Regions from separate parts of the Rattus norvegicus genome. Here region 1 is linked to region 2. Evidence: chromatin contacts called from public Hi-C data. All regions are on one chromosome and are shown on one strand. The core of a region is the stretch at or near the end of the contact, and the rest is flanking DNA. Distances in the headings are between cores, read along the strand shown.

Region 1 (3,744 bases), core at 684-3,183, 180 kb after region 2:
TGTGTTCAATGGGCCAGACCCTCACTCCAGGTTTCCCAGTTGTGTCTTGGCTCAGGGGAGGTCTCTCCAAAAGAGCTACTTCAGCCTTTCTGTTGACCCCATTCTGGGCTCCCACAGAGGAGACTGAAGCTGAGACACAAAGCTTAAAGGTGCTGTCATCTATCTCTCTGTCTGTCTGTCCATCCATCCATAGGTGCATCCATCCATCCATCCATCCATCCATCCATCCATCCATCCATCCATCCATCCATCCTTCCATCCATCCATACATACATACATATACATCCTCCATCCTTTATCTGTCTGTCTGCCTGCCTGCCTGCCCATCTGTCTGTCTGTCTATCATCTTATTTATTTGTTTGTTTGTTTGTTTATTGTAGCTGGTAAATGAAACCCGTGTCCTCTTCTGTGCTGGCTAGCTGTTCTGTGACCAAGTTACACTTCCAGTCCTTCCATCAGTCAATCCAGAAGTCCAAAGGATTCTTTAAAGCCACTTTGAGTAACCCCCTCTGTATTTCTCCTATTACAGGCCATCGGGGTCCGTGTGACCATTCTCTAAAATGCTTAAGCTCGAAGATCTCTGAGAGAAAGTTGCCAGGCTCCTGGCTGCCTTCGGGACGAGGACCTCTGGAGAAGCCAGTCCTGGGGCCACGTGGTGCCGTCATGCCGATGTTCAGCCCTCAGAGTAGCCTCCACTCAGTCCGCGCAGAGCACAGCCCACTGAAGCCCAGGGTGGTTACGGTGGTGAAGCTGGGCGTGCAGCCCCTCCGCAAGGCCACCCTGCTCCTCAACAGGCGGTCAGTGCAGACCTTTGAGCAGCTCCTGTCGGACATCTCTGAAGCCTTGGGCTTCCCGCGATGGAAGAATGACCGTGTGCGGAAGCTGTTCACCCTCAAGGGCAGGGAGGTCAAGAGTGTGTCTGACTTCTTCCGGGAGGGCGATGCTTTCATAGCCATGGGCAAAGAGCCACTGACATTGAAGAGTATCCAGTTGGCTATGGAGGAACTGTATCCTAAGAACCGCGCCCTTGCCCTGGCCCCTCATAGTAGAGTCCCCTCCCCAAGGCTAAGAAGCAGGCTTCCCAGCAAGCTTCTGAAAGGAAGTCACCGCTGTGGGGAGGCAGGAAGCTATGGTGAGGTAATGGGGAACAAGGCAGTCATTAGGCACCAGGGCAAGACTTCCACAGAGCTGGCCCCAGAAGACAAGGCAAGGGCCCAGAAGAAGTGGGTAGGAGGGAAACAGGAATCAGAAAATGGTGGCCTGCCGTCACCTAGAGAAGCCACTCAGGAGGAGACGCATGCAAGTGGGGAGAAGCACCTCGGGGTGGAGATTGAAAAGACCTCGGGGGAGATTGTCAGGTGTGAGAAGTGTAAGAGAGAAACAGAGCTGCAGTTGGGCCTACAGAGGGGGCAGTGCCCTCCGGGAACCAGTGAGCTGGACCTGGGGAGGGGCCAGAAGAGGGATTCCGAGAAGTTGGTCAGGACCAAGAGCTGCAGGAGGGCTTCTGAGGCAAAGTCTACAGATGGAGAGGAAGGGTGGAAGGGTGACAGCCACCGGGGCAGCCCCAGGGATCCCCCTCAGGAACTGAGGAGGCCCAACAACAACTCAGACAAGAAAGAGAGCAGAGGCTCAGAAGCTCAGGAAAGTCACCCTCAGGGCGTGGCCAAGGCCCAGAAGGACCTCATGGAAGGTCTGCCAGCTGTAGAGGAGGGGGCGGTGGACGCGAGGAGAGATTCCAGGCACACATGCAGGATTAAGCATGCTGCCTGGCTCCGGAGAGAGCAGCAGGCTGAACCCCCACAGCTCCCCAGAACCCGAGGGGAGGAGAAGGAAGCAGAGCATGAGAAGAAGTCAGGTGGTCTGGGAGGGAGGAGGATGCTAGAAAAGGAGTCTAAGACGAAGCCGGAAGAGAACCGGCCGGAACGACCCAGTGGCCGGAAGCTGAGGCCCACGGGCATCATCTCAGCGGATGTGGAGAAGCACTATGACATAGGTCGGGTCATTGGGGATGGGAATTTTGCCATCGTGAAGGAATGCAAGCACCGAGAGACCAGGCAGGCTTACGCCATGAAGATTATTGACAAATCCCAGCTGAAGGGTAAGGAGGACATTGTGGACAGTGAGATTTTAATTATCCAGAGTCTCTCTCACCCCAACATAGTGAAACTGCATGAGGTCTACGAAACAGAGGCAGAGATCTACCTGATCATGGAGTACGTGCAGGGAGGGGACCTTTTCGATGCCATCATCGAAAGTGTGAAGTTTCCAGAGCCTGACGCTGCAGTTATGATCACAGACTTGTGTAAGGCCCTCGTCCACATGCATGACAAGAAGATCGTCCACCGGGACCTGAAGCCGGAAAACCTCCTGGTAAGTCTGCAGTTTTGCTCTTGCAAGGCGGGGGGGGGGTCTATAAAATGTAGGACACAATGGGTATCAACTGCTTCACGCTGTGTGCTGGCCGGTTTTGTGTGTCAACTTGACACAAGCTGGAGTTATCACAGAGGAAGGAGCCTCACTTGAGGAAATGCATCCATGAGATCTAGCTGTAAGGCATTTTCTCAATTAGTGATCAAGGTGGGAGGGCCCTGCCTATTGCAGGTGGGGCCATCCCTGGGCTGATAGTCCTGGGTTCTATAAGAAAGCAAGCTGAGCAAACCAGGGGAAGCAAGCCAGTAAGCAGCATCCCTCCATGGCCTCTGCATCAGTTCCTGCCTCCAGGTTCCTGCCCTGTGTGGGTTCCTGTCCTGACTTCCTTTGGTGATGAACAGCAATGTGGAAGTGTAAGCTGAATAAGCCCTTTCCTCCCCAACTTGCTTCTGGGTCATGGTGCTTTGTGCAGGAATAGAAACCCTGACAAAGATACACTGTTTTACCTTTGTGTTCGAGACTATTCCCTTACCCTACTTTAACATGCTTACTTCAGTACTTAAAAACTTGGTTACAGTTCCTAAATTGCTTAATAAATTTGTTTTGATTGTTACATAAATATAAACCTTTCTATTTAAATAAGACAGAAAATGTTTCCTCTTACCCTAGGAGATAAATATGTTTGCTTTGATGGCGAACATGTGACTTAATTTATTGAACACTTACATACCCTCTGGCATAGACAGTGAGCGTCTAACTGGTGGCGGCTTCTCCCTCAAGCTTTACGCTGACCATCCGATCCTCCCTGTGTCCTCTCTGAGGACAGTGCTGTGCCAAGGAGGTCCCGTCTGCAGAGCTGGAGAGATATGTGTGTGGATCACATGTGGCTTGTGGGAAAGTGTCTTGGTTTCTGTTGCTGTGATGAAACGCCATGATAAAAAGCAAACGGGAGAGAAAAGAGTTTATTCTGCTTACACTTCCACATCACTGTTCATTGGAGGAAATCAGGACAGGCACTCAAACAGGGCAGGAAGCTGGAGTCAGGAACTGATGCAGAGGCCATGAACCAGTGCTCCTTACCGGCTTGCTCCTCGTGGCTTGCTCAGCTTGCTTTCTTATAGAACCCAAGACCTCCAGCCCAGGGATGGCACCACCCACAACGGGATAGCCCCTTCCCCACCATCAGTCACTAATGAAGTAAATGCCCTGTGGGGTTGCCTACAGCCTGATCTTAGGGAGGTGAGGTTCCCTCCTCTCAGATGACTTTAGCTTATGTGAAGTTGACATGAAACTATCAAGCACAGGAAGGCAGGTCCCCAGAATTTGCTTCCTGATTTTCTTTCTTTAGATTAAGACCTTATCCTTTCCAGAACT
Region 2 (4,003 bases), core at 282-2,781:
CCAGCAAAATTAGGGGAGATGACTTTGTCCACGAAAGGCTAATTGGCAAATTGCCTTAATTGGCAAAGATGTGGGGAAGGAACTAAAAGTCACAAAGAGAAGCTTTGCTCTAGGCTCCTGAAATCTCTCTAGCTGCTACATTGTTACTAGAGCAGAACAACTTCCTGTGCCATCTCTGAACCTCTCAGTCAGGAGCCAGCCTGTCCTCAGTTAAGCTAATTTGGTTTGGCTTCTCTGTTAACAAAAGCCTAAAGCAATCTAAGTGGAACTGGCTACGTAACCTCCCCCACACCTCTTTCCACATTATTATATGATGTCCGGCAATTCCATATGGCGAATGGTCTGTGGAGAACACGAAGGAGTTCTCCACATGGCTTTTGACTTCTTTCTCGTCATCAATAGTGACTGACTGAGAGTGATGGAATTAGGGGTAACATATTTTTTACATTTCTTTTTTAAAAGAACAATGTGGCCAGTCTCTGAGTTTGAGATCAGCCTGGTCTACAGAATGTGTTCCAGGACAGCCAGAGATATACAGAGGAACCATGTCTCAAAAACAAAACCAAGAAGAAGATAAAAAAGAGAAGAGAAGGAGGAGGGGGATGAGGAGAAGAAGAAGGAGGAGGAGGAGGAGGAAGAGGAGAAGAAGAGGAGGAAGAGGAGGAGAAGGAGAAGGAGGAGGAGGAGGAGGAAGAGGAGGAGGAGGAGGAGGAGGAAGAGGAGAAGAAGAAGAAGAAAAGGAAGAAGAAGTAGTAGTAGTAGTAGTAGTTTTGGGAGGTCTAAAAATTTCTTATAGATGGCATCTTCATACAAATCCAAGATTTGGAGTCATTTAAATGAAGCAACTGCAATGTACGAGGTCCTGGGATGAGTGTGTTTCCCAGACCTAGCAATTCATAAGGCAGTTAGCATGCCGGATAGTTTTATATCAGGCTAGAGTTCTCTAAAAGGACAGAACCTCAGTTGAGGAAATGACTCCATAAGATGTGGCTGTAAACGTTTTCTTAATTAGTGATTAATGGGGGAGGGACTAAACAAGTCATGAAGAACAAGCCAGTAAGCAGCTCCCATCACCTCTGCATCAGCTCCTGCCTTCAGGTTCCTGCCGTGCTTGAGTTCTTGCCCTGACTTTCCTCAGTGATGAACTATTGGAAGCTGAAATAAATCCTTTCCTCCCTGAATTGCTACGGTCATGGTGTTTGATCACAGCAATAGAAACCCTAAATAGGCAGTAAGGAATAAACAGGTAAGGATTACGCAGAAGAGAGGATCCTGGTTGACTGAGTGATAGCTGGTCATTTGCTTGATCACCACTCGTGTACAAAGAACTCTCTGGAAAATACACAAATGACATCACAGGTCTACGGGCCTGTTGGGAGGTTGAGCCCTTTGCGCCCTCTGGTGGTAAAGGTTTCTTCCAGGGTGCTGCAGTGTGCGCTCCTGCCACACGGGGGCAGCAGACTACGCACTGGGTCCTCTGGGCCGCAGGCATCTGGAAAACACAAAACTTTCACAGGTGAGTCAGCTCTGGGTGACACAGAGCACAGCGCCAGCAGCATGTTCTTATTCTCATCACCCCACACTCTTGTCACCTCTCCACCAGAGCACGCGCACGCGCGCACACACACTCCTTTCCCGCTGCCCTGTTTGCAAACTGTCCTTTCCCTAGGAATCCCACCTTCAGCCCATCCCCCCACTCGGAGCCACCTCAGACTTTCTTTCCTTGGACACTTGACATCACTATTCCTCATTTCCCCCATAAGAGCAGTTTAATGTAAATTCCTTTCACGTAATATTCCCGCTGAATATTGTTTCGCTCTACAGTTGATTCCGGGGGTGGTGGTGGTGGTGGTGGTGGTGGTGGTGGTGGTTGATAATATTGTCACACATACTATTTTGGAATTACCACTAGTAATTTTGTGATGTTCATATCCATTGCTAATGCAATTACTGGTACTTTACTCATTTTGTAAGCACTGTGCCAGGGAGCCGGGAACATAGAAAACCTGAGGCTTTGGGGGGAGCTAAGCTGCACCTCACAGTCCTAAAGCAAACCATGAAAAGCTGCCTATTCAACTGTGTGAGTGAGAAAGGACAGAGATGCAGAGGCTGCCTGGGCCATAGCAGGTTACCATGGAGACAGGGACACTGGGAATTTGCAAGACTGAAGAGGGTAGGAATGCTTGTATGTTTGCAAAAATAACAGCGCAGGGGCCTCGGCATGACTCAGTGGTTTAGAGCACTTGCCCCCCCTGCAGAGGACTTAGGTTCAACTCCCAGCATCCACAGGGCAGCTCAGCATCTGTAACTCCAGGGTTAGGAGATCCAAGGCCCTCTTCTGACATCCATGGGCATGCGGCTTGCATGTGGTGCATATCCATCCATCCATGCAGGCAAAGTATTCATGGCAAGTAAAAATGTGAACGTCTGAAAAAATAATCGGCCACAAAACCACCGTACACCCCTCTAATGGCAGAAGGGAGTCAGTAAGATCAGAATGGATCAAATGGAGGGAATCCTCAAGTTTGCCTCAGCTTACCCAGTAGGTCTGGTGCAGGTGTTAGTGTTATTACTGTTAGTCAACTTGTCCTATCTGGCTGGTCTGTGACAAGGTCTCACGTAGTGGACACTGCATGAAAATTTTGAATTAGTTAAACGGGAATGTCTTAGTCAGGGTTTCTATTCCTGCACAAAACTTCATGATGCAGAAGCAAGTAGGGGAGGAGAGGGTTTATTCAGCTCACACTTCCACATTGCTGTTCATCACCAAAGGAAGTCAGGACTGGAACTCAAGCGGGTCAGGAAGCAGGAGCTGATGAGAGGCCATGGAGGGATGTTACTTACTGGCTCGCTTCCCCTGCCTTGCTCAGCTTGCTTTCTTATAGAACCCAAGACCGCCAGCCCAGGGACAGCACCACCCACAATGGGCTGGGTCCTCCCCCCTTGATCACCAGTTGAGAAAATGCCTTATAGCTGGGTCTCATGGAGGCATTTCCTGGTCCTTTCTCTGTCAAGTTGATACACAAAACCAGCCACTATAGGGAACTTCCAGGCAATACAATTAAGTTTTCTAGAACTCTATCAAAAAACACCAAAAACTTTGTTTGTTTGTTTATTTATTTATTAATTTATTCTCTTCAAGCCTACAATAACTCCATCTGTTGTAGGCTTCACCGCTGGGAGTTTATGTCTCAGCCATACTCATGCTAGTTGCCCAAATTATCGTGGGCAGTCGGATTTCTGACTTATGTGTTGGCAGGTTTGAGGGCTCCAGTTACAGGAGTCGGCTTGATCTGCGAGAAACCACAGGCTGAGGGGATGCTTAGTCATTAAGGTACCTGCTGCAGAAGCAGGAGGGCCTGTCAGGGCTACCTCGCTGTGTAAAACACCATGGTCGAAGCAACTAGGGGAAGAAAGGGTTTATTCAGCTCAATCACCAATTAGATAAATACTCTATCGACTTGCCTAGAGCCAGATCTTACGGGGGCTTTTTCTTAATTGGGGTTCCCTCCTCTCAGATGACTTTAGCTTGTGTCAGGTTGATGGAAAACTATATTCAGCACGGGACCTATGTTCATATTCCCCGCACCCGCATTGAAAGCTGGCCAAAGTGGTCCATGTCTGTGAGCCCTGTGCTGAGGAGGGAAAGGGAGGCAGTGATAGGCAATGACCAGAAGCTCACTGTTCAGCTAGATCATCAAACTGGCCATCTCAAGGATTGGCGAGAGACCCTGTCTCTGCAAAAATGGTGGAGATCTGATTCAGGAAGACACCTGAAGCCAGATGAGGGTGCTGTATGGCTTGAGTACTATTAGTATTCAGGAGGCAGAGGCAGGCAGATCTCCTTGAGTTTTGAGGCCAGCCTGGTCTACAGAGAGAGTTCCAGAGCTAGGGCTACACAGAGAAACCCTGTCTCCAAAACAAAACAAAATACCCCCCCCAAAAACAAATAAAAATATAGACACCGTATGCAGAACTGCTGGCCTGTACATGCACATGTGTA

Evidence for each region. Hi-C and Micro-C count contacts between places; a contact is called where the count stands out from the background.
Region 1: a contact with region 2 is called in a Hi-C map of the A7r5 cell line, with 4 times the contacts expected there. The contact joins two enhancer-like sites. A contact is called at or near these places in 5 of 12 Hi-C or Micro-C datasets (the A7r5 cell line, Schwann cells, frontal cortex and 2 more).

Annotation. Positions count from the first base shown.
Region 1 is chr8:120,308,913-120,312,656 of GRCr8, forward strand. It overlaps Dclk3 (doublecortin-like kinase 3), which reads left to right. Exons shown (of 5, transcript NM_001191800.1): 2 at 530-2,370. Among named protein-coding and RNA genes, the nearest start is that of Dclk3, 31 kb to the left of the region's middle. Within about 2 kb of position 1,934, at least 1 of the 93 cell types and tissues checked has an H3K27ac peak or open chromatin away from gene starts, as enhancers often do. A contact at or near this core is called in the A7r5 cell line, where this site is marked.
Region 2 is chr8:120,132,375-120,136,377 of GRCr8, forward strand. No RefSeq gene overlaps it. Among named protein-coding and RNA genes, the nearest start is that of Trank1, 20 kb to the right of the region's middle. Within about 2 kb of position 1,532, at least 18 of the 93 cell types and tissues checked have an H3K27ac peak or open chromatin away from gene starts, as enhancers often do. A contact at or near this core is called in the A7r5 cell line, where this site is marked.